Linked DNA regions of Sus scrofa: region 1 is linked to region 2. The links are chromatin contacts, called in public HiChIP or PLAC-seq maps. All regions are on one chromosome and are shown on one strand. Each heading gives the region's core, a stretch centred on a gene start, on an enhancer-like site or on the middle of the called end of the contact. The rest is flanking DNA. Distances are from core to core; before and after follow the strand shown. Region 1 overlaps NYAP2 (neuronal tyrosine-phosphorylated phosphoinositide-3-kinase adapter 2). Region 2 overlaps DOCK10 (dedicator of cytokinesis protein 10).

Region 1 (6,209 bases), core at 1,889-4,388, 550 kb after region 2:
GGAAAGATCACAAAGATGTTAGGGTGTTAGCCAAAAGCCTAAGACTGGATACCTGAGAAGAAGGTTTAGCAGAACTGGGGCTGTTTCATAGAAGGAGCGGGAAACAGATTTTGGAAAGGAAACTGCAGTTGAAGCCAAGAGTGTCATCTTTGAAAACTGATTATTATCAGTTGATGTATAAGGAAGATATCTTCCACTTGAATTTCTGAAACTTATTTACCATATTTTAATTGATAATGCTGGATTGACTGGCTATTTGCTAATAAACCCCATGGCACCCATAACTCAAAAATATTCATATCCAGCCCCTCACTAAGCCTACCCCCATCCAGGAAGAATCCCATGCACACAAGCAAGTATCGAGGATGAAAAACAGACAAGCAGGATGAATTGGGCAGCATGACTGGGAACTGTGAAAGAATATTTATGACAATAATTCCTGGCAAAGCATAATAAATCAATGTAATTTTCCTTTTTTTTTAAGTGCAAGTAAATCATGCTTTATGACAATGTTAATAAATTAATATTTTGATGCAAATAACTTGAGGAAATTATGTAACACTACTGTGCTCCAGTTTCTCTATCTTTACTGTCACCGTGTAGGTTATTTTGAGGATTAAACACAGAAATGTAAAGGGATGTCTGGTACAAATCTGGCTTATGATAGCTAGTAGACCACTGTTCATTCTGGTCATATTCAATTTTACTAGAAAGGTCTCTGATTTCTTTTTCTAGGAAGACTGAATGTTTCCTTTGGAAAGCTCGGCTCGTTGCAAATATAAGGTTTTCTTTAGTTACACAGAGTATAATTGGCTACAGGATGACGGCTAGTGCAACAGCCCATGTTTCATTTATTTGCATTTTCCAACAAAGATTTTAGGCCAGTGTAAAGGCATTTTTGGATTCTTTTAAGTCTGCACTTATGAAGTTTGGAGAAAGTATCAGGTGTAGACTTTACAACTTGGTTACTGCATTATATAACAGCTATGAAAAAATAAACTTTTTTGTTTTTTTTTGTTTTTGCTTTTTAGGGCCATACTGGTGGCATACAGAAGTTCCCAGGTGAGGGGTCAAATCGGAGCTACAGCTGCCTGCCTACGCCACAGCTGCAGCAACATAGGATCCAAGCCACATCTTCGATCTGCACCACAGCTCACACCACAGCCCACAGCAATGCCAGATCCTTAACCCTCTGAGCAAGGCCAGGGATTGAACCTGCATCCTCATGGATCCTAGTTGGTTTCGTTAACTGCTGAGCCACAACGGGAACTCCTGGAGAAGTAATCTTCATTCCTCACAGTGTTTCTTTTCTGCTTGGTAACAACGAATGGGATTTAAAACCACGTTAGCAAGGATATGCGAATAACAAGAAAATATCAACATCTGCAGATGTACAGGTTTCTTTAATAAAAACTCAACTTGACATGTATCCATCGTGTTTTTTTTCTGGCTGCACCCACAGCATGCAGAAGTTCTTGAGTCAGGGATCAAACCTGAGCCACAGCAGTGACCATGCTGGATTCTTAACTGCAAGGCCACTGGGGAGCTCCTCATTCATCTCTTAATTCAGATATTCATTCCCATTGTGGTTTTTTTTTTTTTTTGGTCTTTTTGTCTTTTTAGGGCCGCACCCACAGCATATTGAGGTTCCCAGGCTAGGGGTCAAATAGGAGCTGTAGCTGCTGGCCTACGCCACAGCCACAGCAACGCCGGCTCTGAGCCGCATCTGCAACCTACACCAGAGCACATGGCAATGCCAGATCCTTAATCCACTGAGTGAGGCCAGGGACTGAACCCGCAACCTCATGGTTCCTAGTCGGATTCGTTTCAACTGCGCCATGACAGGAACGCCTCCATTGTGTTTATTTAACAAAAATTTATTGAGCATCTATCCTGTGTCATGCAGGAACTAGGTGCTGGGGGTGCAAGGGGCACAAGGTAAATGTGGTAGACCAGATCCCACCCTCCCAGAGCTCCTGGTCCAGCAGAGAAAACAGAGAATAAAATACCAGATTTCTTATGAATGTTATGGGGGGACATGCTGGACCCGATCATATGATTTATTCACTGTCATTCAGACAGGCTTCTTGGAAAAAGTGGTATTAAATTTTGTGCCAGCATGACAAGTAAAAACCAGGCAATTAAGAGGGGATAGATAGCGTGTTCTCTACAGGTCGCTCCCAGAAGTGTGGATGAAAAAGGTAAACTTTTAGAACCTGATCAGTAGTAAACATTTTAATATGGCAACATAATTCCCAAACCCTATCCTCTTCTCCCTCTTCTGTATTTTTCATGTGGCCAGGGACTTCTGGCATGCTGTAGTTGTCCCAGTTATTCCCAATCATTCTCCTCCTCCTGTATCTGTGTTCTTTGTAAAGTGCTTTAATAGCTCCTTATCAAGAAGTGAGGTCTCTTTCCTATGCCCTAAATCTGGCTTGGCTTTGCATCTTCCATTGACCCATCAAATGCAATGGAAGTGACCTTGTATCTGTTCTGAGCCTTAGCCTCAAGAGGCCATGAATGCTTCCACTTGCTTTTTCCAACCCTACTCCACCATGTAAACAAACTTGAGCTAGCCTCTTGGAAAATAAGATACATATGGAAGAAAGCCAAGAGTCCTTAGCCTTTAGCCAGCCAACCCCCAAACACGTTAGAAAGTGCAGCAAGAAATAGCAGGGACACCTACCTGACCCACAGCCAACCATGGGTGCATGAGTGAGCTCAGTCCAGCCCAGAAGAACCATCCACCTGATCTATGGACTAAGAACAAAACCAAGTGAGTGTCATTTTAACTCAATGAGTTTAGCCATTGTGTCAGTTTTGTTCATTTCCCTTAAATGGAAATAATTTATTACCATTATTATTATTATATGAGTTCAGCATTCTCATTGAAAAAAAGTCGAAGAAATAAGTGAAAACCCACTCTCCCATCTTTTGCTCCACCACCCCACTTCTCAAAGCATCGCCTTTGGCTGTTATAGTTTCCTGTGAGGAGCCTGTGTCTTGATGGAGACTATGAGTTCCGTGACATTCATTTTTATTATGCAATAGGAAGTGCAAACCAGTCTGGTAGAATTCAGGTCCCCACTGTCATTCGGGCTTTGCTGTGGGGTATTGACTAACTTCCTGCTTGGCTCCGCAACAGCCGCAGGCAGCTGTGGGCTTTCTGCATCTATGATCCTCCAGGCTGTCATTCTTTACTATTGGCTCAGGCACCAGAACTCAGTTCTCTGCATCTGCTCCTTCCTAGTTCTAATTGGGTACTGGGTTATTCCTCAGGGAATACTGGCCAGCTCGGTTGCTAGATTCTGCTCACTAATTTCACACTCTAGAGTTGAACTCTCCTTTTCTGAATTCTAGTAGTAAACACATAACAGAATTCTCCCTTGGAGAGTCTTTGGAGAGTGGTGTAAGGCATATCCCTAATTGCCTTGCTTTTATTTCTCTGCGGAAAACTAGGACTCCTGGCTGCTAGAATTTGTGTTCACCAGAGAAACAGTTTTATTTGCATTTCTCCTGATACTGGTGTTATGGATTTAAGAAACAACCAGAAAAGGAGAACTTGGTCTTAACCATTTTAAATGGGCAACGTGTGTCTTTCTGGGGTTTGAACATGAACAAGCAGGGTATAAAATTCGGCCAGCTAATTATGAAATGATGGGGGGTGATGCCTCTCGGGTTCCAAGGCAAAAAGCCAGAGCACAGAAACAGACCTTGGAAAGAAGGTGTTCAAAGTGACTGTCATTGTTCTTAACTGAACTCTTCTCTATCCTAGGAGAGGGGTTAGAGGTGGAGAGGCTAGAAACCAGCTATGAGAGAGACTTTGAAATAACCTGTGTGAGTGTGTGTGTGTGTGTGTGTGTGAGAGAGAGAGAGAGAGAGAGAGAGAGAGAAAGAGAGAGAGGTGAACATCTATTTCTTATTGAGGAGGGATGAGAAGGGAGAAATGCCCCCCCCACACTCCCCAATGAAACATCAAGAGAGAGAGACTTTCATGGGACCACATGGAAATCTTGCAATCTTGTGATTTGTTTCTAGTCATTGAAGGGACACCATTTCAAAAAGAAGAAGAAGAAGTACGGGAGGTTAGCTGGATAGCCTAGGGACACAGAGCAGATAACTGCTTGGCAAGTAAGTCTCCAGCCACTGATGACAAGTTGAAGAGGTGAGTAAGGTGTGTTTCCCATGGACTGGATGAGGCCATGGAGAAAAACCTTGGATAGCTGAGGTCACGTGACTGCCCGGAGTGGCAAGGACTCTGCAGGACAGGGCAAGGTCCATCCACAGGAGGACCACTGAGCCAACACCAGATCTTCTGGTGAGAGGTGGCCTTCAGGGTACTCAGGAAAGCACACCAAGAAGAGTGTTCACCTCTCTGTCCTTCCCTGCTATGCCAGAGTGTGAGACACCACAGCCCATGCCAATGCCTAGCAAAAAGACCTTTCCTAGCGCCTCACCTCTCCTTCCTCCTACGTCCACCCTCCTGGGGGCAGACATGGTAGGAACCAAGCAGAGGGTACAGGGCTAAGAACCTGGAGGCAGACAAAGAGAAAGACTCTGTGCCAGGAACAGGCCTAAATGGCCAGGAGAGAAGGGCTTTCTTGAAATAAAGTTCAAAATTATAACTAATGTAAGGAACTAGGCACTTAAAATATTAGTTCAATAAGACTTTCTGTGACTTGAAGGAGCCAAAGGATTTTGAGGTCTTCTGTGTTCAAATTAATAGTTAAATAAATCCACAGGTTAAAAAAAAAAAAAAATCAGACAAACCAGGGAGTCCCTGCTGTGGTACAGTGGGTTAAGGATCTAGTATTGCCACCGCTGTGGTGTAGGTCACAGCTGCAGGTTGGGTTCTGTCCCTGGCCTAGGACCTTTCATATGCCATGGATTCAGAGAGCCAAAAAAAAAAAACCCAGAATCTGATGTAATTACAAAATTTTCTTTAAGATTATTGCAAAGTATATTTAGCCTGAATTATGGAATTTAAGTATATCACCCTTGTTGATTATCTGTCACCCATTTAAAATAGTTCTTTAAGTTTAAATACCATGTGTTAGCTTTTAAAATAAGTGCTGTTTCATTTGATCTTCACAAAAACCCATACAGCTGTAGGTTGGTGTTATGATCTGATTATTTAGATTGCAGCTCACAAGAAATCAATTAAATGGCCCAGGCTCATTGATAAGTAGTAGATTCAAATTAAGAAATGGATTTCAGGAGTTCCCATCATGACTCAGTGGTTAGGGGACCCGACTGGCATCCATGAGGATGTGGGTTCCATCCCTGGCCTTGCTCAGTGGATTAAGGATCCGGAGTTGCTGTGAGCTGTGGTGTAGGTCGCAAACATGGCTTGGGTCCAGCATTGCTGTGGCTCTGGGGTAGGACAGTGGCCACAGTTCTGATTGGACCACTCGTCTGGGAACCTCCATTTGCTGCGGGTGTGGCCCTAAAAGACCAAAAAGAAAAAAAGGGATTTCAGGTTTCTGACCTGTAGTAGAGCTCTCTTCTCATAATTTAATTGGGTTGAGTTTCCCTACTTCCACCTTCATGCTCAATAATTCATTCATCTATTCATCCATACATTCATGCTGCTGTTTTTTTCCAATACAAAGTTATCAAGCACTGAGCATGCTCCAGTAGGGGAGATTGCTATTCATCACAAAAATTAAAAATATAGTTGCAGGAGTTCCCATTGTGGCTCAGCAGGGTTAAGGATGTGACACAGTGTCCATGAGGACTCAGATTCAATCCCTGGCCTCGCTCAGTGGGTTAAGGATCTGGCATTGCCGTGAGCTATGGCATAGGTTGCAGATGCAGCTTGGCTCTGATGTTGCCATGGCTGGTGTTGCATAGGCCTGCAGCTGCAGCTCCAATATGACCCCTAGCCTGGAAACTTCCATTTCCTGGGGGTGCATCTGAAAAAAAAATGTAATTGCAAGCTACAAAACCTCCAAGGAAAATGACACTATGCTTCCTCTTATGGTTGGTGTGTAGCATCCTAATCACTTGAGAACTGATGCTGCAGGTGATTCAGGAGCAGGTACAATCCAGGGAGAAGACCCAGGAGGCATGACGATCCTGTGACTCTAGGGTGTGTGTGGGAGAGTGGCTTCCAGGAGAAGCCCGCCAGGGTGATGCTGCACTGGCCGCCTTCAGGACCTGAGTCTTACCTAAAAATGACAGGAGGCCACGTTCGGATTTTAAACTCA
Region 2 (5,726 bases), core at 2,927-5,426:
TCCCAGACTAGGGGTCAAATCACAGCTGTTGGCCTACACCATAGCCACAGCAATGCCAGATCCTTAACCCACTGAGCGAGGCCAGGGATCAAACCCACATCTTCATGGATGCTAGTCGGGTTCGTAACCGCTGAGCTACAATGGGAACTCCCAAATTCATCTTTTGATTGTTGATTTAAGGGGGTACTTTTAGAGCTCCCTGGAGGGTCAGTGGACTCAGGATCTGTCATTGCCACTGCTGTGGCTCAGATTCTATCCCTGGCCTTGAAACTTCTGTGTGCTGCAGGTTTGGCAAAAAAATAAATCAAATAAATGAGTAAAGAAATAAATGTCTTTTTAAAAGGGGACTCTTGTTAGTATTCACTTTCCTCACATGGCCTGGAATTTTAACCTGCAGATTTGAGTCAGAGGAAGGGGCCATCTCACTTTCCGCCCCAGCCTGGTGACCCCATGACATGGTCACTGGAGAGCTCAGAGATCCAGGCCAGCTGGTAGGCTGGCCCAGGCTGAGAAGCTGTGTTTTTGGAATATGGCACTTGGGAATGGGACTGGGGTGGCAGCTCCTACCAGGCATATTCAAAGGCAGTGGCCCTCCCTTCTGATCCTGGGTTTCCAGTTTTGAGCTTGGTTTCAGATGCCCACCTAGAATGAGGTGCATTCAGTACCCATGGTCCAAAACTCAGGCCCAATACTCCTGATCTATTTCTGAGTCTGCTGCCTAACTCTTTCTTGTTTTCAGCCCCCCCCCCCCTTACTGCTTTGTGTGTCTGATGCATTTCTATTTTTATTTAGAAGACTTTTAAAAATCTTTACACTTGACAGGGAGAGGAAAGGTGGAGGAGAAGACTTGAAATGTCAACTAAATAAAATATCACCCAGTAGAAAGAAATAATTGCTAAAATAAGATCATTTGGGTCAGAAATTTCACTCAGATGCTAAGCTTCAGTTTCCCCATTATTGAGTTTTTGCTGAGGCTTAAATGAGATAGGATTATTTTAAAATAATCCCATCTTAAAATTCTTGGCAAACTAAAACACCATAAAACATTATGTATTATCATGTTTGTACTCTATCAGGCATGCTTCATTAGAATCAGGTAGCTTTCATGGGTTTGGTTAACAGATTCGTCAAGAGCATATAATTTGCTTTTTAAATGTCCTACTATGGCTTTCAGTATATGAAATCAACAAGGGGAAATGAAAAATAACAAAGTTGGTCTATAGGTCAAGATTTTCTGTTTTTATTTGGATTTAGAATAGAGAGAAAATTTCTTAGAGTTCATGATCAAAACAGGGTCACTGTTAATAATATATCATATTTTGTATTTGTTTAAATGTTTTTGACTAAAAAGGAGAAATTTGGGGGAGTTCTCATTGTGGCTCAGCAATAACAAGCCCAACTAGTATCCATGAGGATTTGGGTTTGATCCCTGATCTCACTCAGTGGGTTAAGGCTCGGGTGTTGCCTTCAGCTGTGGTGTAGGTCGCAGATGTGACTTGGATCCTGTGTTGCTGTGGTTGTGGCGCAGGCTGGCAGCTGCAGCTCCAATTCAACCCCTAACCTGGGAACTTCCATATGACACAGCTACGGCCATTTAAAAAGAGAGAGAGAGAGAGAAATTTTCATGTTGATCAATATGAGTAAGAAGGCAAATATTTTATTAAAAATCTCAGCAGTGGTATTATTCAAATGTATATTCTTTCCCAAATAGCAAATCCTCTTATATTTTTAACTTTCCAAGCTAAAGCCCCAAGAAGACTAAAATTAAACCAAGAAAAACTTTTAAAAGGATTTCTTAACCACATCTGCTATCTAGTAATTTCATTTTTAAAAAATGATAGCAAGAAAACCATTCCAACCGGATTATTTGGTCCATGTGTGGGCCTCTGATATGCATTTGCAAAGAATGTACATTATGAGTGAATCAAAAATATCAGTTCAGGGTGGAATTAGCCATCCAACTTTTATTTTTTGAAGACAACTCCACCAAAGGAAGAAATCTCATGTTCATGCCAAGTGTCACAAGATACATGGAAAGAAACAGAAATAAAATGATACTGTAGTAGATGTGATAAATTCATTTGGGTAATAAAAAAAAATACTGTAGTGAAACAGGGAGAGAGAAACAGAGACAGAGACGGATTTGACCTTGTATGCCATTGGGGCAAAACATCTAAAATCATTATTCAGCATGAGTATGTCTCCAGCTTATCCATTTTCTTTTAGATTTCTAAACAGTCTCTTAGGGAATCTTTTTCTGCTTTGTCAGAAAAAAAAAAAAAAAAAATGTAGATAGCTCTGTCTAGCCAAAGAAGCCAATAACTGGAGCAATGTCTACCACTCAAGGAAAAAAAAAAAAAGAAGCCAAAAGGAAATGCTGGCCTTGCTGACTATGTTGAAGCTGGCTCTCCTTTCAGATCTCCACTAACAAAGTTAGGTTAATCATTGATGAAATCATCTAGAAAATTGAATCAAACAAAACCTTGTGTTGACTGGGTTATCCAAGGAATTCTGGTTTGGGCTATAATTCTATTTATAATTGCATCTGTTCTTCCTTATTCTGGCCAACAGAGAACAGAGGCCCTGGTCTGGTTGCCAGCCCCATGGGCTGCCTCTCCAGGTCAGCTACTCTGCTGGAATAACACGCATTCTCTATTCACAGCGGGGAGGCCTCTAGGTTAGAGCTGCCCTACATCTCATGTTTGACTGGATTTTCTACAACAGAAAGTAAGCTTTCAGGAATATTGTACCAATGTAATAACTTGCTTTTTACGTGCAGTATTCAAACACTTTCAAAGGAAAATACAGTGCCTGAGGAAGCATTTTTTTTTTTAACTAGCAGAAAATTGTTAGAGCTCATCAATGAATTTGGTAAAGTTGCAGGAAGACAAAATTAATACAACAGAAATCCACTGCATTTCTACATACTAACAATGAAAGATCAGGAAGAGAAATTAGGGAAACTTTCCCATTTACCATCACAACAAAAAGAATAAAATAAATAGGAATAAAATTACCTAAAAAGACAAAAGAACTGTACTCTGAAAACTATTAAGATGCTGATGAAAGAAATAGAAGCTTAGGAGTTCTCATCATGGCTCAGTGGTTAGCGAACCTGACTAGCATCCATGAGGATGCGGGTTCAATCCCTGGCCTCGATCAGTGGGTTAAAGATCCAGTGTTGCCATGAGCTGTGGTGTAGATCACAGATGCAGCTCAGATCCTGTGTTGCTGTGGCTCTGGCGTAGGCCAGTAGGGTTCCGACTGGACCCCTAGCCTGGGAAATTCCATATGCCGCAGGTGCGGCCCTGAAAGACAAAAAGACCACATAGAAGCATTATTTTTAACAAAAGATTTAGTTTCCTCTCTTCTCTTTTGGGTGTCATAGCAAGCGTGGGGACTGAACTGCTCATCTCTGCTTCTGAACAGGTGGAAGGGAGAAACCCTGGCCCAGGAATCCATGTGGAGCGAGCTGCCATTCCTTGCAGGACTGAATCAGGGAGCTGAGCAAAATGAGCAACGTGCATCCTGTCTTAACCATCGTTCTCTCCCTAGGACAGAGCATTCCGCTGGTTTCACAGAAGGGGATTAAGCCGTCGCCAAAGTGGGGGAAGTTCCAGACCTTTCCAAGCTGCCATGTGTATGTATGCAAAGCTCTGTTATCAATTAGCAACAATCTGGTTTTGAGTGGCTATCCCTTCCCTATACCTTTCCTTTTAAATTGTTGAAACACTTCCGTGATGATGTAAGAGAGAAAACAGCTTATGAGTTGAGCCACAGTGGACACCAATCCTCTAATATTTTGTTCATTGGCTGCCTGTGGGAGTTGCCACTGTGGCTCAGTGGGTTAAGAATCCCACTGCAGGGGGGTAGGTCAAGGCTGAGGTACGGGTTCCATCCCTGGTCTGTGCAGTGGGTTAAAGGATCTGGTGTTGCCACAGACAAGGCTTGGATTCAATTCCTGGCCTGGGAACTTTCATATGTTGCAGGTGCGGCAGAAGAAGAAGAAGGAGGGGAAGGAGAGAGGAGGAAGGGGGAGGAGGAGGAGGAGAAGGAGCAGGAAAAGAAGAGGGGGTTCTCTGCCTGTGCTGCAGCCCTCATATCCCTAGGACCCTGCTATTTATTACGTGTGGGATTTCGAGTGAGTAAAGGCTGTCCCCCGAACCACATGATGGGGTAGTTTCCTGAACAGATATGGAGAAATACCACACTGGCCAACTAATTCGGGCTCTGGGTTTCCAAGATCTGAAGCAGAGTCTCATGGTTAACTAAAAAGAAGACAACTGTGAATTTGGGGGTTGGCAACTTTAAAGCTCCAGAGAGCCGGGTTTAATTTTTTTTTTTTTTTTTTTCCTGGCTCAGATACAAACCCTCAAGCCAACCCCACTTCAGTGTTCCAGGCTCCTGCCTGGTTTTCTTCTTTAAACCCATTCCTGCCACTCCTGGCATCTACTCCCCTCCTGGCTTCCATGTGGCTCCAGCTGTTCAATGCCTATTATTTTCTATCCAACACAGTGGCCTGCACCACGTTTCTCGGCCACCAAATCTCCCATTCTGCCACAGACGGTTTATCCTCTCATCGTTGGGAGCTCCTTAGCAAACACAGCCCCGAGCCCTGGCTTTGGTATTGGGCTGGAATGCGACAGACAAAAAGATTGGAAGTTTTTCATGTTTGGTTTTTATTCTGCAAAGCATGGTCTGCTGATTTCACGATCATTAAGCTAAGGACCAGCAGCCAAAATCTGAGTATCATTTAGGTTAAGTTCCCATGCTTTCAATAAGCCAATGTGACCAATTGACAAAGCTAAACCAACAAGCCGAAGCCCCGAAGACACGGGTGTCCATTACAAGTGAATCTGCTTTCCATATGGTGTTCTTGTGCCTTAATTCCTTATGAATCTAGCTTCGTCAGAAATACAGACGCAACATAAAACCAACTATGTGTCTAGGCAGACACAGCACTTACCTCTATGTCTTTTCATAATTTGAAACTGCCAACAATGTAATGTGATTTTGCTTTCCTATAATACTCACATTAGCCATGATTCATAAGTGAATAGTCTAGCAATCGATATCAAGTATGTAACATTTTAAAAAGAGGAGCCATAACAATTCTAATTGTATGTCCTTGACATTTTGTTGAGAATAAGACATACATTTATGTTCATCTGTGGTCAATATATTCTATCGAGTGGAACAGATGAGTCACAGCAAAGACCAGGATAAAATATGGTGAACATATTGGCAAAGCAGGAGAAAAATCATGAGCTAATCAGAAAACAAAGGCTCTATTTTCTGCCAAACAATGTAACTCAGCAACATATAATATTTTAAAGGCAACTTTCCCTTCTACTTTGTTTTATTATGATTGTTCTCCAAAAAATCAGACTTTATTATAATATTTGTATGAACAACAGTGACACTGATGGCTGTAATGCATTCTGCAGGGTTTCTCTCCTCTGAGTAGAGGTAGCTATTTTAAGATTCCAAGGGACAATTTGTCAGCTTGATGGCAATTGTAAGATGATGTAACTTCCTAAAAACGTGTTGCAAGCATCTCAACATGAGATAAATGAAACAACACTTGCTGTCACTTAGGACAATCTCCATCTTCAGCAATCTAATTTCTAAGATACACTAAAGCACTGCCTCCTGTTAAAGAAAACGGGATTTGTTTAGATTCCCACGAATCTTGTGTTTCAGACACATACGCACTCCTCTTACAA

The links. HiChIP or PLAC-seq counts read pairs in DNA pulled down with a chosen protein or histone mark.
Region 1: an H3K27ac HiChIP or PLAC-seq map of alveolar macrophages shows a contact between it and region 2. The contact joins two enhancer-like sites. A contact is called at or near these places in 1 of 47 Hi-C or Micro-C datasets (embryonic fibroblasts) and 1 of 2 datasets of contacts at active chromatin or transcription factors (alveolar macrophages).

Annotation. Positions count from the first base shown.
Region 1 is chr15:127,227,948-127,234,156 of Sscrofa11.1, forward strand. The region is part of intron 6 of NYAP2 (neuronal tyrosine-phosphorylated phosphoinositide-3-kinase adapter 2); the gene reads left to right. Among named protein-coding and RNA genes, the nearest start is that of NYAP2, 200 kb to the left of the region's middle. Within about 2 kb of position 3,139, at least 3 of the 83 cell types and tissues checked have an H3K27ac peak or open chromatin away from gene starts, as enhancers often do. A contact at or near this core is called in alveolar macrophages, where this site is marked.
Region 2 is chr15:126,681,720-126,687,445 of Sscrofa11.1, forward strand. All of the region lies in intron 1 of DOCK10 (dedicator of cytokinesis protein 10), which reads right to left. Among named protein-coding and RNA genes, the nearest start is that of DOCK10, 27 kb to the right of the region's middle. Within about 2 kb of position 4,177, at least 2 of the 83 cell types and tissues checked have an H3K27ac peak or open chromatin away from gene starts, as enhancers often do. A contact at or near this core is called in alveolar macrophages, where this site is marked.